5 separate regions of the Sus scrofa genome follow, and regions 1, 2, 3 and 5 are each linked to region 4. A link is a contact called in public Hi-C and HiChIP or PLAC-seq data. All regions are on one chromosome and are shown on one strand. Each heading gives the region's core, a stretch centred on a gene start, on an enhancer-like site or on the middle of the called end of the contact. The rest is flanking DNA. Distances are from core to core; before and after follow the strand shown. Region 1 holds the start of RBMS1 (RNA-binding motif, single-stranded-interacting protein 1). Region 2 overlaps RBMS1 (RNA-binding motif, single-stranded-interacting protein 1). Region 3 has its middle 180 kb from the start of TANK. Region 4 has its middle 140 kb from the start of RBMS1. Region 5 has its middle 240 kb from the start of TANK.

Evidence for each region. Hi-C and Micro-C count contacts between places; a contact is called where the count stands out from the background. HiChIP or PLAC-seq counts read pairs in DNA pulled down with a chosen protein or histone mark.
Region 1: a contact with region 4 is called in a Hi-C map of skeletal muscle, with 10 times the contacts expected there. The contact joins the promoter of RBMS1 here to the enhancer-like site in region 4. A contact is called at or near these places in 7 of 47 Hi-C or Micro-C datasets (alveolar macrophages, embryonic fibroblasts, heart right ventricle and 3 more) and 2 of 2 datasets of contacts at active chromatin or transcription factors (alveolar macrophages and skeletal muscle).
Region 2: a contact with region 4 is called in an H3K27ac HiChIP or PLAC-seq map of skeletal muscle, with 5 times the contacts expected there. The contact joins two enhancer-like sites. A contact is called at or near these places in 3 of 47 Hi-C or Micro-C datasets (embryonic fibroblasts and omental adipose tissue) and 2 of 2 datasets of contacts at active chromatin or transcription factors (alveolar macrophages and skeletal muscle).
Region 3: an H3K27ac HiChIP or PLAC-seq map of skeletal muscle shows a contact between it and region 4, with 8 times the contacts expected there. The contact joins two enhancer-like sites. A contact is called at or near these places in 8 of 47 Hi-C or Micro-C datasets (embryonic fibroblasts, heart right ventricle, mesenteric adipose tissue and 4 more) and 1 of 2 datasets of contacts at active chromatin or transcription factors (skeletal muscle).
Region 5: an H3K27ac HiChIP or PLAC-seq map of skeletal muscle shows a contact between it and region 4, with 7 times the contacts expected there. The contact joins two enhancer-like sites. A contact is called at or near these places in 2 of 47 Hi-C or Micro-C datasets (embryonic fibroblasts and skeletal muscle) and 1 of 2 datasets of contacts at active chromatin or transcription factors (skeletal muscle).

The regions. Positions count from the first base shown.
Region 1 is chr15:67,407,564-67,412,645 of Sscrofa11.1, reverse strand. RBMS1 (RNA-binding motif, single-stranded-interacting protein 1) reads left to right here and starts at 3,219. Exons shown (of 14, transcript XM_003133427.6): 1 at 3,219-3,779. The coding sequence starts at 3,705. It overlaps LOC106506256 (a long non-coding RNA gene), which reads right to left and starts at 3,406. Exons shown (of 3, transcript XR_001301448.2): 1 at 3,294-3,406.
Region 2 is chr15:67,331,063-67,335,993 of Sscrofa11.1, reverse strand. All of the region lies in intron 1 of RBMS1 (RNA-binding motif, single-stranded-interacting protein 1), which reads left to right. Among named protein-coding and RNA genes, the nearest start is that of RBMS1, 76 kb to the left of the region's middle. Within about 2 kb of position 3,158, at least 13 of the 83 cell types and tissues checked have an H3K27ac peak or open chromatin away from gene starts, as enhancers often do. A contact at or near this core is called in alveolar macrophages, embryonic fibroblasts and skeletal muscle, where this site is marked.
Region 3 is chr15:67,787,977-67,792,800 of Sscrofa11.1, reverse strand. No RefSeq gene overlaps it. Among named protein-coding and RNA genes, the nearest start is that of TANK, 180 kb to the left of the region's middle. Within about 2 kb of position 3,195, at least 48 of the 83 cell types and tissues checked have an H3K27ac peak or open chromatin away from gene starts, as enhancers often do. A contact at or near this core is called in embryonic fibroblasts, mesenteric adipose tissue, omental adipose tissue and 3 more, where this site is marked.
Region 4 is chr15:67,542,136-67,546,993 of Sscrofa11.1, reverse strand. No RefSeq gene overlaps it. Among named protein-coding and RNA genes, the nearest start is that of RBMS1, 140 kb to the right of the region's middle. Within about 2 kb of position 2,098, at least 43 of the 83 cell types and tissues checked have an H3K27ac peak or open chromatin away from gene starts, as enhancers often do. A contact at or near this core is called in alveolar macrophages, embryonic fibroblasts, mesenteric adipose tissue and 4 more, where this site is marked.
Region 5 is chr15:67,726,860-67,731,421 of Sscrofa11.1, reverse strand. No RefSeq gene overlaps it. Among named protein-coding and RNA genes, the nearest start is that of TANK, 240 kb to the left of the region's middle. Within about 2 kb of position 3,136, at least 13 of the 83 cell types and tissues checked have an H3K27ac peak or open chromatin away from gene starts, as enhancers often do. A contact at or near this core is called in skeletal muscle, where this site is marked.

The sequences.
Region 1 (5,082 bases), core at 1,970-4,469, 140 kb after region 4:
TGTGTGTGTGTGTGTGTGTGTGTGTGTTGGGGGGACAAGAATGACAAATACTGATAAATGTTGGAGCTGGCTACTAAGAACGGTGGGGTGATTATTCTCTCTGCCTTGGTATATGTTTGAAAATGATTATGAATAAAATTAAAAGGTGAGTTTTGTTTTTAAATTTGGGTTAGTATAAAATACAGCAAACCTACGAAAGAGCCTATGAACCACTTAAAAGTATTGAAATATATTTTTATGTATCCACAACCCAGAGCAAACTATGGAACATTACCAACTCCACAACATTACCATACCTTCTATCCTTCCCTGAATATCTTACCCTTCTCTTTCAGAGATAAATCACTCTTATGAATTTTATGTTATAATCGCCTTGTTTTTCTTTATAGTTTTGTTTTAAATTGCTCAGATACCTGTTCTTAAATATCATACTGTTTAGTAATTTTTCCTGTTTTTCAATCTTATATGAATGGAATCATGTTTTATGTTGACTTACTTTTTGCAACATCAATTTTAAAATAATCCATGGTGATGCTTTTAACTGTAGTTTATTCATTTTCACTGCAGCAAAGTATTCCGTTGTAGGCATATACCACAGCCTTTTTATCCATTCTACAGTCAGTAGACATTTGAGTTATTTTCAGTATATTATGAACATCCTTGTACATTTCTCTGGTGCATAGATAGAAGGAATTCTTTGAGGTATACGCCTACAACTCGAATTACTGTGTCATTGCATACATGTGCAAATAAAATTGGGTAATGCCAAATTGTTTTCTAAAGTAGTGGATGTACAATTTACATTTCCTCCAGTAAACAGTGTTTTCGATATTTTTCCCTTTTCTTCATCTTCACCTACTCTGAATATTTTCAGAATTCTTAATTTTTGCCAGTCTGGAGAATGTAAAATGGTATCTTATTATTTTAATTTGTATATTCTTTATTACTATTGAATATGAGCATCTCTTCATATGTTATTGGGACAATTATGTTTCCTCCTCTAAAAAATATACACAGTAATTCTTTTACTCATATTTTAACAAGTTTTTCTTTTAAAAATTGACTTCAGGGAGTTCTTTATATATTCTGTATGTCAGTCTTTTGTATTTATATGGACTACAAATAACTATTTTGTGGCTTGCTTTTTCACTTCCTTTATCAATCAGTGTTCTGAATTTTAACATAGTCAAATTGATCAATCTTGCACTCTTGGTCACCTTATTAAAGAAATCTGTCCTTACCTCAAGGCTATAAAGATATTTCCTATATTGTCTCCTAACAGCTTTATCATCTTTTTTTTTTTTTTAATTTTACATCTAGGACTTTAATTCACTTGACGTTTTTTCTTCCCCTTTTGTGAGACAGGGGTCCAGTTTCATTTTTTCCATACGGATAGCCAATTGACCCAGAATCATTTATTGAAAAGCTCATTCTTTCTCCACTGCTCTGCAATACCAACACAGTCATAAATCAAGTGTCTACATAATTGTGGGTGTGCTTCTGGGCTTTGTAACACAGGCTGAATTTTCATCATCCAGAAATAAGTAGAACAGTCTAAGTTTGGTAATTTCTTTTATCAACTCGTGCCTAGAACTCCTGAAATTGTTCTTAACTAATTTCTCCTCCTTCAGTCCCTTCTCTAAACCATCACTCCTAGACCTCCTAGGTTCTTAGGTTAGTTCATATCAGTTCCCTTATCAAATACATTAAAGGGTCCCACATAGAAACAGTGTAAAGAACTATTTTTAGCTCCCCTAGCTAGACAATGAACCTTCTGAACCAACATCCAGATTGACATTGACCTCAGCAGGGCCCACCACACAGCAGAAGCTCAAGCAATACTTGTTTCTTTGTAGGATTTGACATAGGTTAACTCTTAATTATTTTTAAGAGAACATGATTTGCCTCCCGGCATATCCAAAAATTTGTTTTTTCACAATGTATAACCCAGAAATTTGTCTAAATCATATAAAGGTGATAAAGGTTTCATTTCACTATTGCATTGTTTTAAAGTACCTTATTAAGCCTTTTGAAATGTAATCAAATAAAAATGTCACTGTTTAACGAAATCATGCATTCCATTTCAGTTTGATTTACCTTTGTGCAACTATGAACACAGACTGTCAGAAAATCAAAATGACAAAACGAAGTGATCAAGGTCTATTTAATAACAAATTAATTTTTCATTACATTTTATTAGATGTGCAAGATCTCCAATTTGAAAGTGCTTTCTTACTTATCCTATTTGTACATTTTAGTATTATCTCTTGTTGCGCTGGAATATAAAAGTCTTCTACAGGCAGCTTAAGGGACCAATTAACTCCATTAAATTATATCCAGTTATGTAGTGAACTGAACCACTGCTGTCTGGGGCTGTCTGGAGCTGTGACAATTAGGAGATGGAGAGAGGCAGAAAGAGATTGATTTTAATATGTCACAGAAGCACACTGCAACAATATGCCAGCGTGACTTTCAAAATGGCCTTAAAATATTCCAAACTCAGGGAGTTTCCTTGCTCCTGAGTGGGAGTTGACAGACTGTCTGGCAGCGTTAGAAAGAGGCAGAGAAAAGCTGATGTCTATATTGTGTCCTCTGATAATAACGTTCTGCCTCTCTGCGGCATCTCCCCCTTAGAAGGATCCGTCTATTTGTTGTGAGGGTGGTGTGGGTGTGTGTGTGTGTGTGTGTGTGTGTGTGTGGTGCGCTTGCGCGCGCACCCGACCGCTTTGCCTCCTCTGGTGCAGAGGGCATGATTTCACCTCTCACATCTGGGAAAACCATACCGAAGGACACTAAACCTCCCAAGGTCATCTAGAAAATTAGTGTTGTGGCCTGAGGGGGGGTGGGAATGGAAGGGACAGAACCCAGGCATTCTGACTCCAGCTTTGTGGTTGGACACCAAATTATTTTCCTTCCCTTGTGAAAAAAAAAGGAAAAAAAAAATCATTGGGGGGGAGAGTAAGAGATTAATCAGATTTCCTTCTCGTTCCCCCTTACCTCCCCTCTCTCTCGAGATAAAAACTCATGAAAGCAAACGAGGTGTCCACTCTGCAGTTCTTAAGCTGTGTCCCCCCCAAATCCAACCCCACCCTTTACCCTCAACACAAAGCGATCCGGACTCCCAAGGTTTCCGCCCGTCCAACCCCGAGCCTGGGAGGTGAGGAGTGGTTAAAACTCAGCCCTCACCTCCAGCCGGTCCCGGCTCCACGGCGCCCAAGCCACGCCCCCACCGCCCTTCCCCCACGGCCTCGGCCCGCCAGCCCCTCTCCCCTCTCCCAATCGGGCGCACCCACCCCAGATGCCGCCTGGCACCGAGCGCAGCCGCCGCCGCCGCCGCCGCCGCAGCAGCACTTTCCACTGGTATTGATCACCTCCTGGCCCCGCTCAGCCTGCTTGCCGGAGCGGAGCGCTGCCAGAGCGCCAGTCCTTGGCAGCCCCGGAGCAGTTGGGCTCCGGGAGGCAACTCCTTGGGAGCGCCCTGTCCGGGGTGCCCTCTGCGCTCTGCAGTGTCTTTCTCTGTGCCTGGGAGAAGAAGGAGGAGGAGGAGAGGAAGGAGGAGGAGGAGGACGTCTGGTCCGGGCTGGGAGGTGGAGCAGCGGCAGCCGCCGCCGCCGCCGCCGCCGGAAAGGGAGAGGCAGGAGAGATCGAGACTTGGAAACCTCAAAGTGCCCGCGACCCTGCACGGCAGGCTCCCTTCCAGCTTCATGGGCAAAGTGTGGAAACAGCAGATGTACCCTCAGTACGCCACCTACTATTACCCCCAGTATCTTCAAGCGAAGGTAAGGGGGAGCGGGAGACAGGGGACCCGGGAGGAGGGGACGCCGGGGGCGCGCGCTGCTCGGGCCCGGAAGGGGCGCGCGGCTAGTCCCCGCCGCCCCCGGCGGAGTTGCTGGAAGGTTGCTAACTATAGCGCTGGCCTGGGCGAAGCCAGGCTGCGCGCCGGGCGGCGGCTGCCCGCGGAGCGGAGTGCGGGGATCGGGTTACAGAGAGCCGCGGGGGGAGAGACTAGACAGGAAAGAGCCGCCGGCCCCTTCCTGGCCTGGGAGGCGGGGAGGGTCGCGAGCCGAGCGGCGCCCCTCGTCGAGCGTCTGCTGCTGGGTCGCTGACGCCTGGGGCCCGTGCCCGGCCCCGCCGGCGGCGCGGATCTTCGACCACCTTCTCCTGGGCCTCGCGTGGCGAGCAGCAACTCTCGGTTTCCCTCCGAGTGGCGCGGAGCCTCCCGCCCCCGGGGACGCCCCTCAGCCTCCCGCGCGCGCGGTGACTGGGGCTGGAGGGGTTGGGGGTGGGGGGGACGGGACTTTTCCCTCCCCGCCTCCGGCCCTGCGCGCCCGCCCCTCGCGTTGATCTTTGTGCGGTGTGGCACTTCACCTGGTTACTGATTTCTACTTTTACGCTGGTGTTTTGGGTAGAAAAGTGGCCAAAGTTCACTCAGCGTTCATTGATGTCCCTTTAATCTTCCCTGTAGCTTTTGCAAAGGACGGACAATGGGCATATTTCGGTGCAGAGAAAGAAGTGACTTCGTATTTAGTTTAGAAAAATACTACCTTATATGTTTACCACCGATCGATTTCCAGTGGTGCTTTCTCAAAAGTGGCCTTGTCACACTCTTGGGTGACACAGCAGATGACATGTTGCATACAGATTGCGACTGGCTTTCTAGGGACCCTGGGTACGTTGTTAGTGGGCCTATGCTATTTTTACAATAAGAATTTGATTCCTCCTGAATTCATTTGAAAAAAAAAAAATGGGTCCACAAAGAGTGAGGGTTTCACTGCTTTGGAAGCTTCTTCCACGGTTTAGGAGGGCATAAGTTGGCTACCAGCCTTCTTCAGCAATTAGCATCTCCCTTGACTCCTGGTGCCCTTGTAGATCACGAAAGAATCAAGTATGGGCACAGTATCTGAACTTTCTTTGAGGGGTTATAATCATGCTCTGCTTGCTGACACAGGGCATTTCTGGCCTGGTACAAAGAATCTCTGATTGAACCTTGATAAGCTTTTCTTTCTTAAAGTGTGTGTGGTCCATGTTAAGGTACTTACACCCTAGTTCTGTATCTGTCCATGTAAAAAGGACACTTGTCCG
Region 2 (4,931 bases), core at 1,909-4,408, 210 kb after region 4:
AATAGCTGGTAGGCATAATTAGACCCAAATGTGTAATTAAGTTTTTTGTTTAAAAGTTTTCATCTGAAAATTGAGTTGAAGAAGAACCTGAAGAGCAGTTTAGGATGCAGTTGCTGTGCTTTTCCTTTTAGAGCATGAATATCCAAAGTTGCCAGTTAATGGGGCTTTTATTCCTCCTGCACTTTGGAAATGATCAACATTCCCAAAGGCATTTGAGAGTATTTTCCCTCATTAGAGAAAAAGTGCTTTTTCAGAGTCTGAGGACTTTCTGTGTGAAAACAAAACAAAACAAAATAGATAATGAAAGTGCTACATGAGTATGAGGAGAATTTTCTCCTTAATTGTATGAAAATGGTACTTTCTTTCTTGCACTCACACACCAATAAATTTAAAATAACTTTTGTTTGTAGAGTTATGACTGCGTGCAAGGCATTGAACTAGACCCCTAGCTCTACACAAGCTTACATATTGCACCAAAATGCACAAGTGGATGTGAACAAAGTACACCACAAGTGGCCATAATAGGGAGCATATAGATTTCACTGGTGACATCAGAGAGAGAGAGAGTACAGGGAATGCTGACCAGGGAAACAGAGGCCCAAGGCAGTTTGGACCACGGTTCTAGATCCCAAGAATGGCTCTAGATGTGGACTCCTTTGCTTGAGTGATTACTTAAGTGCTAATCATGGGTGAACTCATATACAGAAAAGAAACTAGAGCAAGGGGAAAATGAGTGCAAAGGAGAACAACCAAAAGAGTAGTAGACATCCCTGAAAGTGAGTTACAGAACTAAATCATGTTGGCTGGGGGCCAAGAGGCAGCTGCCAGTGAGTGGTAAGGACAGAAGCCAAATCACTGTGGTCTGTAACTAGAATGGAAAGAGAAGGTGTATAAACACCCATTGATGAGTGCTTTCAAGAGCTTGACAATGAACGAGAGATGGAATAAAATAACTTTAGAAGCAAAGAAGTACTTCCCTTCTTTAAGGATAGAGAAGACTCGAGCAAGTTGGCTTATAGGAAGAAAAAGTCATTGCATCTGCTGCTCTTATTTCTAAAGGAAAGTATATTAATGTATTTCTTTTATAGTAAAAAATCAAGTAGCTAAGAAGAAAGGAAGAGCAAGCCAGCATAGAGATTGGGTTGGGGAGATAGGTGTGGGGCCTGGGGGAGGAGGTAATAGGGAAATTCATTTAAAATCAAGGATTCAAATGGAAACCTAATATTTTGAAAAGGTCTAAGACTATCTCTACTACTAAGCAGAGAAGAATACCAAGAAAATGTATATATATTTGAAAAAGAACTGAGGAAAGTTCATATAAATAATGTCAAATAAGCTCTTCATTTGGCAATAAAGAGATTTATAGAGTTTCGGCAGGGGAAAAAAGTAAAGGTTTGGAATTAATTCTGTAGGAAATAAGGTAGGGAACCACTTGAAATGGATAAAGTGAATGCTAAGCTTAAGTGAAATTTTCATGAGGTTCATAAGCATGGTTATAAGCTGTAGTCATCAACAATGTAGGAGGAGGAACAGAGAATTCTCATGGTCAAAAGTGCTCATCTGTAAGACAAGGTAAAGGTTTTGGATACTAGATGCTAGAAAGAACAAACTTGGGCTGCCTGATTTTGGGGGTTAGGTTGGTTAGAAAGTAAGTGAAATGTGGGGAGGGGATGCTGTTGGTAGTGGAGGTGATGGTGGTTACCTGATGGAACAGAGGAGTGGAAGAGCATGAAAGGGAAGCTTACATTTCTCTGTCTGGAATGGAAAGAATAATGGTGGTGTGGCAATTCATGCACCAATGCCTAGGAAGTACTTACAACAGTGTCCGGCATAGATTATGCACTCAAAATTGGTATCTAATATCATTATCTTTCTTAATAAGACTACAGAATAAATGGAAGAATGGGCATTTCAGAACTCGATGCCCTGCAGTGGTGTCTTGAAGTAAAGCCAATGCACAAGTTTTCTTGGAGTGGAGTTCAAAGACCCGCCAGTAAGGTCAGGGTTTTAAATGAAAGGATGTCACCGAGGAAGAGCTCTCAGCTATGTGTGAATTTATCTCTATATAGAAGGTAAATAAATGATCACGGAACTGTCACATGTGCTTCTCCCCAATCTCTGGAAGGGAGGTATTATTATTTTTTTCCTTTTAAAAGTTAAACAGATTTAGGTGAAGATGGCTAAGTTATCAAGTGGTAGAGCTGTCTTTCAGACGTGGCAGTTTTACAGAAAGCCCATGCCTTGTCCACCACTCCATACTATAAATGGCAGTCGCAATCTGTTGGTGATATAATTAGGGTACATTTCAAGGGCTGTACTCTTTTGCATTAAAGAGGAACAAGGAAGAGGCAGATAGATGTCTCTTGGTGTGGGGAAGACAGAAGAATCAACCACCGGAGTTTCAAGAGAAGTTGAGTCATGAGGAGAAAGTAATTTTCAGCTGCTTTAGTCATTCTAAAATAGATTTTGGTACCATCTTGGCTTTTAATAAAATATATCCTTACCTGAGAAAATATTTAGTCAGTCCCAAGCCTTCTTAGGTCAAGCGGTTATAAGTTTTATGTACCGTATAGTAAACCTTTTTCAAAATTGCAAAGCATTATATTCTACAGTATAGAATTGTAGATATAGATATGCCTCTTAATATCTGTATAAATAGAGCTGAAGTTAAATGCTTATTTTTTCTGGGTTCCTGCAGCTGCTCTCTGGTTCATTCTTTTTAATGCTTTTTTTCTTCTTCTTCTTCTTCAAAGAAGGATGGGAGCATGTGTCCTCATCATTTCTGACCCAGAATCGTGGACAAGTAAGCCACAGTGACTGGTGGGAATATATAGTATTCCTCAGATGGCTGGACTGGAAAAGAGGCCGAGAACAAGTGATTTATGGTGAAGCAAGGTCAATAAGTACTTGCCAAGCTCTCACAGGATGCCTTTTGGTGTAGTAAATAGTGGAGAGCACATGGTAAATCTTGGCCCTGGTTTCATCAGTAGAGGAGTTTACACATAAAGACACTAGGTTGACCTAACTTAGGCATGAATACACTTAGAAAAGACAGCAAGAGGTTTTGGAAAATAGACAAGAGTAGGAAATACTAAAGAGAGGGTGGACCATGAGCTGTGATTTCAACTGAGTAAACAGAGGGAGGGATGAATGTGGTTTGGCTGATGGAAAAACAGAGGCTGTTTCCTGGCAAAACTCTGAGCCAGAAAAGAGTGAATTCCTGGGCAGCCAAAACGCAAATAGTAGCTGGAAGAGAGGAAAAGGGAGAAAGGAGTTAGAAAGTAGTGTGCTTTACAAGCGATGTTCAGAAATTCGCACTTGATGTGGGAGTTTTAGGAAGTACAGAGATATGGCCAAAGAGGTTGTAACAAATTATTTTGGAAGCAATATAAACAACAATTTGAAATAAAATAAGGACTGGTTGGAAGGAGAGAGAGAAGAGATTCTAGCAGCCCCAGTTTGAGGAAACTAGTGGATAAAAGACATGATAAAAGAAAAGAATCAGTAAGGGACAGAGAGGTGCTGCTAATTCAGAAATCATGTAGTTTCACTGTCAACTGTAGAAATTGGCTGAATCCTGTGTTTAATCACTTGGATTTATAGCATTTTTTAAACAGATTTGCTGTTACCCTTGTACTATTCAGACTATAGTCTCATATCTCAACTTTTTAAATGTTTTTCTTTTTTCTTTTTTTAGGAGGAAGGGGTTAAATGGACAGATAAAGTAGTTATTTAGAAGAAAACTTTCTAGATACTAGAGCACAAAAAACCAATTTGCCTTGGTTTCTGGTGTCCTCTGAAAATCAACCTCACAAGGTTTTTAGTACACTGTGCCATCTGAAAGTATTTTAATTGTGGAAATTTCCAAACATATGCTAAAGTAGAAAGTACATCTTTGACAGTTATCAACAATTTGCCCATTCTTTACTCATAGAATTTTCTTAAATGTTATGTGACAACATGAAACAAGCTACATGCTTTTTAATGACAGGAGTTCATAATCTATTTTTAAATATTTTGGTAATTATCAAAACTTAAATTATGATTTTTTTTTAAGTAAAAGGGGCAGACATATAGAAATGGGTAGAAGTTCCTACAATGATTTGCAGTGTTTTATAGGCTGGTATGCTTAATGATGTCTGTGGTAAGTAGCCTAAATGAATTGTAAAACTTCTTAAAAGAGCCCCTAAATAGAATATATTTTCATATCACTCAAGAGGTTGTGAATTATGGAAGATGGAGTAATACTCTTTAATATTGAAGAAATTTGGCTATTGAATTAGCATATCTCAAAATCATAAGCTTCTTTTACTTTTAGGATATAATAATATCTTTTTGAATAGGATTTGCTTCAACTTTGAAGATATTATTTGTTCATCAAACCATTATCTGAATGCCTAGTGTGCACCAGGCCCTGAATTAGGGGCTTGAGATATATTTGGTGGTTTAACATGTTAATAATTTCCATTAGATAATTTTCAGTGTGAAATCAATTGTAATTTTCTCTTATAACAAGAGAAACATTACAGATACATGAAATTTATGGATAATCTCCAGCCTTCAGTTTGACCAACTTAGAGTCAGTTAATAAAATGACTTATTTCACTTTTCATAGCTGTTTAATCTTCACATCAGCAATGAAATGACTTAAAGGAAAAGCTGAATAAGGAAGAAAGAGGAAATACAAGGAGACTAGCCAGTTCCTAAACAAATATGAAATATCAGATACCAACAACTACAAAGAGTCATTGCTCTAAATGTAAACCATTTGCATCCTTTTCTGTAACTGGGTCATCTCACCTGCTGTTACTGCTTTTGATTCATTTTCTAATTTAATGTCTATTTTAAACATTTTAGAATTATCTGACTTACCTGGTTCACATAAATCTGAAGTCTTGGGAAGATTGAGAATAGGCACTCCAGACCCTGCA
Region 3 (4,824 bases), core at 1,946-4,445, 240 kb before region 4:
AAATCCTTATTGCTTATCTATTTTACGTATAGTAGTTTGTATCTGTTAATCCTATACTCCTAATTTGTCCCTCTCCACCCCCTTCTCCCCATTGGTAACTGAAGTTTGTTTTCTATGTCTTTGAGTCTGTTTCTGTTTTGTTCATAGATTCATTAGTATTTTTTTTAGATTCTATGTGTAATATCATATAATATTTATCTATATGACTTATTTCACTATATATTTTTTTTTTTTTTTTTTTTTTTGCTTTTTAGGCATATGGAAGTTCCCAGGCTAGGGGTTGCATCAGAGCTGCAACCACTGGCCTATACCACAACCACAGCAATGCCAGATCTGAGCCAAGTCTGGGACCTACACCACAGCTCATGGCAACAATGGATCCTTAATCCACTGAGCAAGACCAGGAATTGAACCTGCATCCTCATGGATACTAGTTGGATTCATTTCTGTTGTGCCACAATGGGAATTCCAAGTGTAATATTATTTAGGTCCATCCGTATAGCTACAAATGGCAATGTTTCTGTCTTTTTTATGGTTGAGTAATATTCCATTATATATATATATACATATATATATATGTAAATGTATACACACATACATATGTATTACATCTTCCTACACCAATCATCTCTTGATAGGAACTTGGGTTGTTTCCATGTCTTGGCTATTGCTGATAATGCTGCTATGAATGCTGGAGTGCATGTGTCTTTTCCAGTTTTTGTTGTCTCCTGATTTGTACCCAGGAGTAGAATTGCTGGATCATATAGTGGTTTTATTTTTCATTTTTTAAGGAATCTCCATACTATTTTCCATAATGGCTGAACACATTTGCTCAAAGTTTAAAAAGAAAAACACTAATGTTTTTAGCATTACTTGAAAAATCAATTTCCATACAGTAGAAATGACTCTTGCCTGTGTATTTCCATGGATTTTAACACATGCGTAGATTTGTGTAACCACAATCAGAATGGGGAAGAGTTGCATTTCCCCTAAAACTCCCTTGCTCTATCCCTTTGTACTCACCTCTCCTCCCCCCTCTAATCCCTCGCTACCACTGATCTGTTTTCTGTCACTTTAATTTTGTTTTTTGAGAGTGTGATAAAAATGCAATCATACAGGATGAAAATTTTGAGATTGGCTTCTTTCATGCTGAAAATGAGGCCTTTGAGATTCATCCAAATTGTTGTGAGTATCAATAGTTTGTTCCTATGTACCACAGTTTATTTATCTATTCACTTATTGAAAGACATTTGAGTTTTTTTTAGTTTTCATAGTTATGAGTAGAATTGCTATAAACATGTTTGTACCAGTTATTGTGTGAATATATTTTTATTTCTCTAGGGTAAATATGTAAATATGGGGTTGCTGGGTCATACGGTAAATTGATGTTTAACTTCATAAGAAACTGCCAAAACTCTTTTCCAATTTTTGTATTATTTTCATATTTCTACCAGCAATATATGTGTGGTCTAGTTTCCTCATACCACTTGTCAGCACTTGGTATTGTCAATATTATTTTAGTCCTTGTAATAGGTTTATGGTGGTGTCTCATCATGTATTTAATTTGAATTTCCCTAGTGGCTAATAATGTAGAACACTTTTCATTTGCTTACTTGCCATCCACATTTCCTCTCTGGCTAAATATCTGTTCAAGTCTTTTGCCCATTAAAAAATTGGGTTGTTTTCTTACTTTTGAGTTCTGATAATCCTTTACATATTCTGGATACAAGTCTTTGTCAGATATGTGATTTGAGAATATTTCTCCCGTTTTCTCATTCTCTCAACAGTGTCTTTCATAGAGCAGAAGCTTTAAAACGTGAGGTCTCAGGATTGGTCTTGAATATTCCATGTGGATGCTGGTTGATTCTCAGTCTCCCAGCTTCCCTTCATCTCATCCCCATATGTTTGGTCTCCGCATTGAATTCCCAAGATTCTCTCATACCACTTGCCCAAAGAGTTAATTCGAGCTCTTTATTATGTAATATAAAGAAATACTTGAGTTGCTTTTAAAATCAATTCAACATTTGGTAAGTTCGTTATGCTCTTGTATCCATACACATTTCTGAGTCATTCTATCTGGCAGGTAGACACGTGGTCTTCTTCACCTTGCTCTCAGTCAAACCTAGTATATCAGAAGATGTGAGTACCATCACTGTAAGGGATTTTGGAACCCTGGTAGTAAACATGTGGTCTGTGGATCAGCAGTGTCAGCATTACCTGGGAGCCGGTAAGGAATTCAGACTCAGACCCTACCCTGAGCCTAAGAGTTAAAATCTGCATTTTAATGAGATCCCCAGGTGCACATTAACGTTTTCTAGCACAGCTGTATAGCTCATCTGGTTCTCACTCTTATTTTCCAAACAAAGAAACTGAGGTCCGAAGAGATCAAGGATGGACCCAAGGTCAGAGGCAGGTGGTGCTAGAAGCCAGGATGAGAACCTGGCCCTCTCAATTCAAGGCCAGTGTGCTCTGCATGGCACCACCTGCCTCCAGCATTTTGAATGACAACGACAGCCTAAGCTTCTCCCCCATCCTTGGCCATGCGTGGAGCATCAGCATTTGTCTTGATGTGGTCTTGTTCCAAAAGACTCCCTTCACTTCTTATTTCCAATATCCCTTAGGATTATCCAACTTTCAAATTGCAGGCTTTTGAATTTTCCTAATGAAATGAACTAAACACTCTTTGGGGGAATAAAATGATTTTTCCCCTTGCATTTGTTTACTTCTCTGTAAGCTCCTGAGATGGCTTACATGCTAGTTGTTAATCACACCATCTGTTCCAACAGCACTTCGAAATCATTTGATTCATACTTTTCTTTTTAAGGAATTTTTTTTTCTAGAACAATATGTTTATGTCTGTGTTACTCCCATCATTTGGCAATGCAGTATGAGCTATTTAAACTTTCCTATTTATTGTAAATGGCTTTTCAATCAGCAAATATTTTTTTAAATGTGCGTACACCACAAAAAACTGTGTCTACTGACTTTTCAAACATTGGAAACAGTAGAAAAATCTGTTTCAGTCTGTCTGTTGTCAAATTTTTAACCATCTGATTATATTTAAATGAAGCGTTTGGGAGGATGATTTATCTGAATGACCCTGAGAAATTTTCCCCATTGGCCCTGAAGATGGCAGTGCTGTGCAATTTAGCACAACCCTTCACTCCCCGCCTCCACCCCTCAAAAGGAATTTCTGGAATGGGCGAACTGGGGGAGGATTCGCTAAATCTGAACCTTCTAACACTTAGCATAAACCTCTTCTGAACCCTGGGATAATTTGGTTTATCTTTTGCTCCTTTTGTTTTTGTTTAAAGCTGTACCCCATGCATTTCCTGTTTCCAGCCAGGATCAGAAATGGAACTAGTTTAAAGGTTATTCCCATATCACGGGTAACCAGGAAGTGCCTATACAGTTTACTGAGAAGCTGGTTTTCACAAGGCCGCTTGGCTTTAAAAAAAAAATTTTTTTTTTTTTTTTTAAATCCCAACAAAGGCTCAACCCAAGATAAGCAGATAAGTGGGAACTAAGAATACCAGAGGTTTTGAATGCCTACTGGGACCACATCTCTGGGAGCTTGCCACTGCTGTTTTCCTCTTCTCAACAACGGAGGCCTGCTGTCACATTCTTTAAATTTCGTTAGCAGGATCTGGAACAGGGGTTTAGAGGGACACATGCTCAGGCCCCGGGCAGTATAAATTTCTGGCTCCTGTCATTGTTAAGGTATGGGCACAGAAAGAGAAGAGGATGAGAGTGTGTAGATATATCCTACTTACTTTTTGAGACTTTCAAAATTTGGTGACAATTCTACTCCCCAGAAAACATTTATTAAAGATGTAATTATGTGAAAGGCATTATGTTAAGTGCTGTTATAAAGAAGAGCCAGCAATATTTATGTGCCACAAGTCAGACCCTTGCCAAATGCTTTAGCAACTTTTCATTTAATCTTTACCAGAATGGTGTGAGGCAGACACTATACTCAATTTTTTTTTTTAACATGTGGAAGCTGAGAGACAGGGAGGTTAGTAAATGTGCTAGGTCATGCAACTTGAAAATAAAATTGCTGAGATTCAAAGTCAAGCCTCCTAAACTTAGAACCTGTACAATCAATTGTTGCCTTGTATTTTGATTTATAGATGATGACATAGCATAGACATCAAACTCTCAAGTTAGAATTAGACATATTTGATACCCATTTAAGGATGTCAGAGAAGGGGAGACTAGGTCTCAGGAGTATTTTCCTTCTGCTAAATGTGACACAGTTGTAAAAAAGCCAGACCTTCAGTGAACATGTATGCCATTTGGTTGGGGAATCAACATGTTCCCCAAGGTGGAACAGCACACCTAAATGACTCAAGATGTCTTTTCCCAGTGTGATCTATTCAGAAAATTTCTAGGGCAGAGACTTGCTAATAAAACTATGGAGGAGTTCCCTGGTGGCCTAGTGGTTAAGGACTTGGATTCCATCATAGGTCAGGGAACTTCTGTATGCCATGGGTGCTGCTGAAAAAAGAAAAAAATCAAACCAAGCCAAAACAAAAACAACTAGGGAGACCAAGTATACCCAGTTGGAACTGTAGTTTTAGACACCCCGGGATAAAACACACCATAATTTTCAAACCGTTTTTTTTTCCTCAGTGTTTTGTACCATTGCCCATGTCCAGAGGACATCTCAAGCTGGTTCTGTTTAACCCCCTCCCAGTTCAAATATAAGGACCTTCTCTTTCATGTTTGTCATTAAAATCTGGATGTATGGCATCCTATTTCCCTTCTCTATGCTTCTGAAGGTCTTACAACATTGCCTAGGACAGTCATTCTCAAAGTGTC
Region 4 (4,858 bases), core at 849-3,348:
CTGGTTCATTAGCAATAATAATATATTTCATACCCAAAATATTGTGGCATGTAACATGTTTTTCAAGACTGATGGTCAAGGCTCTAGTCAGTGATTATTTCTATCAAAGTTCAATTCTTGTTAATTATATTTCATTCATATTGTGTATTTCAAGTTTGAAATACATACATTTTTTGACTCATACACCTTTTTTTTTGACTCATACAGCTTTGCTCCTAGATGCTATTGATTAATTTTTATAGCAATCAAACTTTTCAAAAATGTAAAACATGCTTTCTTCATCGTGTACAGCAAACTATCTTTCTCATTTTACATTGCTGAACAAATTGAAAATATCTTGCAACTACTTGGATTATTAATTTCAAAATAGAAAATATTTTATTAGTATTTCTACAGGGAATTTATAACTGTAATTTTACAAGCTACACACCCAACAGATGGACTACTTTTTTTTTTTTTTAATATGTAGAAGCAGAGAATGATGTTGGGGGAAAAAGAGAAAAGTCACAGTAAAGGAAAAAATTGGTAAATTGTTTCACTAGAAAATACTCATCTAAAAAAAATGACAATGAACTGGTTAGAACTTAAAATTGTTCCCAGTGCCTTTCATTTGTTACAATGGACGGGAAGGTCACTCCCATCAAAGCCATCTTCCTGATGACAACTCAGAATGAGAATGTTTTGAACTACTAAGTTGTCGTTGACTTTTGCCTTCTGCCTTAATATTTGGGTACCACACACAGAAAAAAAATACAAAAGAATTTCTACTCAACATTCTCCCAAGTCAAGGCTATCTTTCCAGTGGGAATTATTTCAAATTTTGTCAAGCAATGTTTTAAATTATAATACTTTTTATTATTTATAATACCATGACCCACATGGTTCACGTCCCAGAGCAGTGTTGTGGCTAAAAATACACAATCCTTGCAATTCAATTTAGTTTCAATTTTAAAATAAATCAAGTTCTTTTCTTATATATCCTGAACTTTGATGAGGATACTACAGTCCCAGCAATTCTTAAAACTTTCTTTTTTTTCTCCCTTCCTATCTGTTACCATCACATAGATGACCTATTATCCCTAGATCCTTCCCCTCAAATCCTCTGAAAAAAATAATTCCTTCTCTACCTCCAGCCTATATGACTTGTTTAAAAGCTATTTTTGATTTATCTTCCCTCTGCTAGTCCTTCATTATATAAATTGACATTATGCATAAAACTGACACTAAATTGTCCCACATCTTCCCACTGTTCCCACCTCTCTCTCTCTCTCTGCTTGTTCTCCTAGTCTCTCTCCAAAGCCAAGAGAACTGGTAAGACACTTTTGAGGGGGAAAAAAATGACTGAGCAAAGCTGAAAAAACTCTTTTGCAGACAGGTTGTTAGTACAAGAGAGAAACTAAAAATCTTCAAACACCAGTAATTTTTAGTCTGTTACATTCTAATAGCTACACAATTCACTGCACTTTTAATAAAAATATAAAGCTGCTCAAGATGTCTCTAAACTTAAAATCCCTGCAGCCCTCCCTTCATCCAGACTCCAATTTTTAAATAACATCTGGAGTAAAACCTAATATACTGAAGATCCTCTCCACTACTTTCTGAGTACCTCCTGGAGCTTAAAACCTAGAAGAAAAGACGATCAGTGCAACTGGTTTTGTTTTACGCATTTCTGCCTTGGCAGGCCTCCCTGATCTGGATTGAAATTTTGGCCCTAAGCACCATGAAATTCCCGCCCATGATGCGCGTCCCAAGAAACATCTGGGGTCTTTGCGCAAGAGCCTCTAAATCTTCATTTCCCCGTGCGGCGCACACACACAGGCTGCTGCCCACTATGATTTAATCAGATGCCGTTAGAAAAACAGGCACTTAGAATTCTAACATACTGGAACCAGTCATGGTGTTTTGAAAGTCACAGCAGGACTACACTTCGACCCTAGAACAGCACTCGGTCCAGAGTTTTTTGTCTCTTCTCACAGCTCCTCGCTTTTGTACAAAGTAAACTCTTCTTCCTTCCTTCGGTCAAAAGGACGTAGGTTGAGCCATAGGCATGAAAGCGCAGTGTTCTTTTCTCATGAATCAATGAGTGACTTGGTTCCCTATTAGGTCACCACAGAACACAGACTGTAACAGGAACACATACAAGCTCTAAGAGGGGAGGGGAGGGACGCTGTTCTGGAATATCGTTGCCAGAGTAACATAAACCTGGTGTGTTTTCACAAGGAAATGAGTCACTTGTTTCTGTTGGCTAAAACTCTGTTTTCTTTAATTTCATATTTTAGCTGTCTAATGTATGCTGAAAGAGCCCAGGGTTTCCAGTCTTCAGATGAAGATAACTTGTTAATTAAAAGCTCAACAGAGGGTTTGCATGGTAATTAAACGGAACGGGATAAAAGGAACACTCAAGCAACCAGGAGCTCCTAGCAAAGGCAAGGGTGAGAACACTCAAGCCTTAAAGGTTCTGAGCAAGAGAGAGAGGGAGGGAGACCTGAGGGTGGGGCCAGGGCCGGCTCAGCGCATTGAGATAGTTCAAAAGAATACAACAGCTAGAAAGAAAACATAACTGAATCCAATTTGCTTATATATATATATACACACACACACACACAGAGAGAGAGAGAGAGAGAGAGAATATTCAAAGTCAGGATGTGTTCGTTTTGAATTATTTAAGTATTTATTTTAATGTTTTTCTTTCTTTGGGATGGTTTAGCGTTAGAAAGTATTAGAGCAGGAGTTACAGATGCAAATATCTGCATGGCTCAGGGTGGCTCTGGGTAACAAGGAGGCAGAGGAACGTAATAATCTAGCAAACAAATGTCAGCAAACACAATATGTGAGAGCCAGATTTGACCTGTGGGGCTCTAGATTGGGCCCTCCATTCTAGAGTGCCAAGGAACACATTACTCTTTCCTTGTATTGGAAGACTGGCTTTCTTTTTAAATGTATGTGCTGATAAAAATGTCAATGTCCATTCAAACTTTCTATTACCACAACTGCATATATTAAACATCTACTACTCGCTTTTAGGACTCGTGCAGTGCCTCTTCGGGTTCCCAAAATGTATGGCCGTTTGGTAGTATTCTGGCTTTTTTCTTTTTTTGTCTTTTTAGGGCCGCACCCACCATATGAAATTTCCCAGGTTAGGGGTCAAACTGTAGCCACCAGCCTACACCACAGTCACAGCAATGCTGGATTGGAGCCATGTCTGCAACCTACACCACAGCTCAGGGCAACGCCGGATCGCCTACCCACTGAGTGAGTCCAGGGATCCGACTAGTATCCACGAAGATTCGGTTTGATTCAAGACCAGGGATCGAACCCGCATCCTCGTGGATACTAGTCAGATTCGTCTCCATTGCACCACAACAGGAACTCCCCTCTCCCTGCACCTTTTAAAGCAAGGAGCCAGTACCTCATCTCTGACGCATTGGAGCCTCTTCCCTCTCAACCCTAGAATCCCATCCACAAATGCCCACTTTACTGGAACTGTTGACCCGCTAGGCACCATGTCTAATGGACTTTTTTCAGTCCTTATTCTCCTTGGCCTCCCTGCCATGTGAGTCATCATCAGAGCCACTGCTTGTTAGTCTTGCTCAAATTCATCAGCTTCTCCCTCAACCAAACTGTTATTTTCCTTCTTTATCCTTCTGTCCTTTGATGACTTCCAAACCTAAACTACCCAAGTCTAATCTCTCTTCCTAATTACCTCTGGACACTTTCACTGGGTACACAGTGTACCATACCAACACAATGTTTTAAAAATCAAATTCCCCCTCTTCCTCCTCAACACCAGCATCTCTTCCTGACTTCCTTATTTCTGTCAATGGCACCATCATCCTCTCTTTCATACCCAGGAGATGTCTTGGATTCTTCCCTTTCTCCTACAGATCTGATCAGTCACCCAGTGTGTTGATTCTTTGTAGAGTAATCTATTTTGTATCCATGCCTGCCTTTTCTACCCCACAACCACACCCTGTCTAGGATCTTAGCTATCACTTCATGTCTAATTTACTACAGTTGATTCCTAATTGGTCTCTGCCTGCAGTCTCTCAGTGCTGCAATCCACGCTGTTCACTGCCAGCAAGATATACTCTATTTAAAACTCCACTATGCAGAGTTCATCCCAGCTCAGAATTTCCAGTGGAATCTCCATGCCTGTAAGAAGGTCAGACACACACAGTCTAGTGTTCAGGTTCTCCATCTCTTACACCCTTACTTTACCTTATCTATCTCTCCCAAGATCTCATATGAAGTCTTTCCCTCTGGTCAGACTTATGCAATGTCTTGTTTTCTCCCCTCGTCCCTTCCTACTGCTCAAACAATGCAGCTCATGCTAGAAAGGATGCCCCTTCCCATTTATTCTTGCTCCCTACCTTGACTTCCCTAGATATACAGGCAGCTCCTACCATATTCTCACTTGTATTTAATTTTTTACGTGTTTGGGCTTTGTCCTCGTCAAGAATTCCTACCTTTCTAAAGACAAGAAGTATGTCTCTAGTTCATGGATCCTGAAGTAACAGTGATATAGCTACAGTAGGTTTTCTATAATGATTTCATGACAAGGATGATAATTATCTTAATAATGTCACCCATAGCTACTAAGTTGTATGCTGAGTTGAATATTTTCAATACATTTTACCGAATGTTTTTAAATTTTCATAATTTCTGTTACAGACATCATGTGTTCATCTTTCATGCATGTCTGAAAGATTTAGGGACATTAATTAAGTGTCTAATCAATTTGCATCATAATTAACATCATCCACATCCTTATTTGGCATCCATGTTCTTTCTTTTCCCCTTAGATACATTTTTTTTTCTTCTCAAAGGTTTTTTTTTCCTCCTACATTTGTACTTATAT
Region 5 (4,562 bases), core at 1,887-4,386, 180 kb before region 4:
CCACATGATTCTTTTGTGATAACTGTGTAAAGAATTTTCTTCTAAAGAATGAAATCCTTCATATGTAATTTTAGATTGAAATGCAGTAATTTATCTGCAAAAGACTTTTGCATATGTGATAGAGACTGTTCCAAAATAAGTAACAGATGTGGAGGGCTCCATTGAAACACAAATATGTGCTGGGCATTCTTTAAATATGAAAAATTGCCATTATAAGCGTTGTCTCAGAAATTTAGCCTTTTATGTCTGCCTAGTTCTATTTAGTCACAAGCAAGATATGATAGAGAAATCCCCAATGAACATCTCAGCTCCAATTTGGAAGGCAGTGGTCCAGACTGTCTTGGAAAATGCCAAATGTGAACTCTGAAGCAAAAGGTGCTAGAAAGAAATGATAATGGGCAAATATTAGGTAGAGAACTGCCCTAGGTGCCCAGGCCGCATTCTGACTTCCTGCTCTTTGGCCATTGAAACTGCTTGGCTCTGTTAGGAACTTGGGCCACAGGTGTGCTGAAGTCTTCAACGTGTATTCCCAACTTTAACCAACTTGTTTAATGGCAAACACACATAACTAGTCTTAGAATCAGACCATGGAGCAGACTAACCTTAAAAACAGGATTATTAGAAATGTTTAAGACAGATTCAATGCCCTGGAAATAGGACTTCAGAACCCTTTGTCCTTATGAAGCTAAGTTTCTTTCATTTTCCTCTTCCAAAATTGTATAATGTATTGGTAGGTGCCCTTTTGAACATAAACATATCTAGGGACTTTCAACCCTTATGATATTTTATTGAATGACGGGTTCAGTTTGCAGATGTGTGCTTGAATTAGTACTTTTCAAAATGACCTGAGAAAGCACAATTTTTGGAGTCAGTAAAACTTTATTTACTCAAAATACCTGTAACAGGTATTTTATTTCCTCATTAAAATGTCTCTCCTCAGTCCTGTTTAGTGAAATGATCTGCTACATTGCCTGCCCTGAAAGACTGAACAGTAAATAAGCGAATTAGAATTTCTTCCTTGTTTATGTGAGAAAGAAACATCAGTGTCACCTCCACTAAAAGTCATCAAAAAAATGAAGAGAAAGTTTGAGATGTTGCAGTTGCAGAATTAATTGTGGAATGTCTTTTCATTACATTTTCAAACTGTTCCAGCTTCCACTGTGGTTTAATTTAGCAGAAATGCTACGCAGATGATAAGGGTTAATTTTCTGTTATCTACTTTCTTTAACTTTTATATGACCTTAAATCTTTTTTTTTTTTAGGTCTACCTTTTCCTCTTATTCTGTCTGCCTTGCGCAGCCATGAGTAACTTCAAAGCAATTCTCTGTCTGATACTATGTTTTAGTGCATGGCAATTCATTCCACTACATAAAACACCATTTGTTTATAAACATTCTCCCCAAAAATAGGGGCAAAAGGAGTCTTTAAAATTTTTCCCATGTTTTTCTTAGCAGGGAAATGTTTGGAAGAGGAGAAATGTGGATTCTTTACATGCTGGGGCGTATTTTCTGTTGGCTATTTATAATTCACATTTCTCCCCATGTACTTGAGATAAAAGTCACTTTTAAAAATAGAGGCTATAACTTTTCAAACTGAAATCAATAGTCAGAAATCCCTGCAAATAAATTAGGGCAGACACTTCATTGCTTCTTGTTCACATGCTCTCACCATGACCCTTTTTATTTTTAAAAAGTGCTCCAGGATGCTTTTCACAAGTCTCTCATTCTTTCAAAGCTTATTATTTTTTACCACTATAAACATATCCACTCCAAATGTAATGATGACACACAAGTAATCTGCACCTGGGTTATATGAACCAGCCTTAAGACCATGCTTAAAGATAACTTTCAATTACATGCCTGCATACATCCATATTTGCTAAGTTGTAGGTTAGGATGTAGGAAAAAACAAGGAGAAGAAGAAGAAGCACTTACAAACACTGAAAATAACACAAAGCCGTAGCCAGACTGAGTTTTGGACATGGATAATCAGAACAATCTGTGGCCCGTCTGTGGCTAATGGGATGTTTCTCCCAGCTTTGTCACCATGGCAAATACTTTATAATACACAAACATTTGTAGCGCTAAAAATCCACCCACTCTTGTTGAAAGATGGCCAGGTTTTGTAAAATTACATTCCAGCTAGCGCTACCCTGCTGATTTTAAGATAACTTCTTGTTTGCCATTCATGTACTTAACAAAGGACCAAGGGGGGGGGATATCTATATATGTCTATATCTATATAGATATAGATATATCTCATGTGTAAACATATATTTTACTTTCATAGTTCAAATACTGTATAAATACATGTCAGTAGATTTTTGTGATGTCCAGATTTGGGGCAGAAAGAAGTCTATTTTGCAGGGGTAGTGGTGGGGAAGGGGGATCTCTAGGTCTTTAATCCTAATTCACAAACACCATCATTCTCCTCAAATAAACATACAATCAAAGTACAAAAGCACGTTTGTGGAACAAATACAGCTTCAAAGCAAGTCCCTTTGTCCCCTCAACAATTGGAGTGCTGCCCTTAAGCAACTTTGAAGAGTTGTGGGTGTATGTCTTTATAATGAATGCCACTAGGCCACTCTTCCATTGAATGCTCACTTTCTATAGGAGCGCCACATGCATGGGGCAAAGAACATTCCTGGTTCCTTTCTGATGCTCCTCCTCTCTTGCCAAGACAGCCACGTATTTCAACTTGTTCCTTCACTTTAAGAGAGGGGGAAGGAAATTCTTGGGAATACTACATTGCAGAGCCAAGTTACAGCGAACTGTCATGCAGCAATGCCAAAAAAATTCAGAATACGTGTGACTGGGGAAAAAACTCAGGCAAAACAGTTTTTGCCACAAGTGGGTGGAAGAGGACAAGTCACACTTTTAAAAGCATAACATAGGTGTGTGGTGCCAGAAAGGGCCCGTCCAAATATTTACATGCAATAGTGATGTATGAGAAAAAGCTTAACAGAATGCTTGGGGGGTGGTGGGGGAGAGAAGGCGAGCATTACTGGAAGCTCTAGGCACAACAACCGGTTTGTTGGCGACCTGTTTGAGTCTTATGAGCCTGTTTATACTGTCAGTTACCCCAGCATCATCCTGCTACATCATATGCTCTTTCCCAGAATCTCTCAGCATCAGACAGGAAGGAAAGAGACAAGGGTGCCAATACATCACAACTAGGAAAGCCTCCTTGAGGAGAGAAGCCCTCATAACAATGGTTGTTCATTTTAATGAAGGTTAACCTTCAAAATACACATGAATCTTTATTTCTAAACACCAGTATCTGTAGAATCAAAAGATGCCCTTAGATGTGGCAATTCAAAGTAGCGATCGTTTGCCTCATTTTGACTTCGGAAAGCTTTCGGAGGCTAATTCATCGTTTGAGTTATGCAGTCGTGGCCACTGCTTAGGACAGTTGGTGCCTATGAGTTCAATTAACCAACCTTGCAATCACATTTTCAATCACATTTTCTGATAGAAAATGCTGCGTGTCAGATATCAACCGTAAACAGTTTTGACTGGCAGCAGCTTTTTAACAAAAGAAGGAAATTAACTTATTTGATTTCACACTTAGGGGTAAAGTTTTATACTAATAGTCATTAGCATAATGAAGACTTCTTAGGAGAGGTGATTTAGGAGTTGTTTTTTTCTCCTTTCAAGAAAAAATATTAACAGCAAAACAAGAGGTAAGTCTGGGTAAACAGCAACAATTTTGCTGTGAGTTTAAATATTGATTTTCTTGCCCATTGCAAAACACCAATGTTCCTGATGTTTCTAACAAGTTAAATACATACTCAAACTTCTATGCAAGAAACACCTGGCAATTTATGTTGCCTTTTTCAATAGCAGTTTTAACAGCTCTCAAACACAGATAGAAATATCACCTTCTATTTTGTTTAAAGTTCATTTCCTGTCTCTAGGATATTCACTGACCTTTCATTGTTGGTCATTTTGCTTTTTACTTTTTCCGGTGAGTCTTATTCCACTTCTCATTGACTTCATTCCATTCCTGACCTCTTTTCCCCTCAAGAAAATTAAACACAGCCCCAAACATATTGGACCCCAATTAGTTTTACAGCTCGTCTTACCTTCCTACTATTTCATTCTGCAGTTTGTTACAAGTCAACTGGCCCTGCTCATTCCATCTCCACAAACACATAGATTCACATTAAAAACAAACTCAATCTTAGAGAGTTTTTTTTTTTTTACATTTCTTATTTACAAAATTTGAAATCTCTTTAGGCTTTTATCAGAAATATCTTGGCAGCCCTTATTTATACCAGTTTTATTCAATATCATTTAGTTCCTAGAAGCAGAATCTGTTCTTATAGATATTTTTCTATTTATCATGTTTTCATTAAAACTCACAATAGACTCTATTCTATCTTTTCCTTAGATAAGTGCATTAAAGAAGAATAATGCCAATATAATATGAGAAAGTAATATGAAGATAATATGAGAAAAAGAATGTATGTATTACTGAGTCACTTTCCTGTACAGCAGAAATTGATGTAACATTGTAAAGCAGCTATACTTTAATTAAAAAAAAAAAAAAAGAAGGAT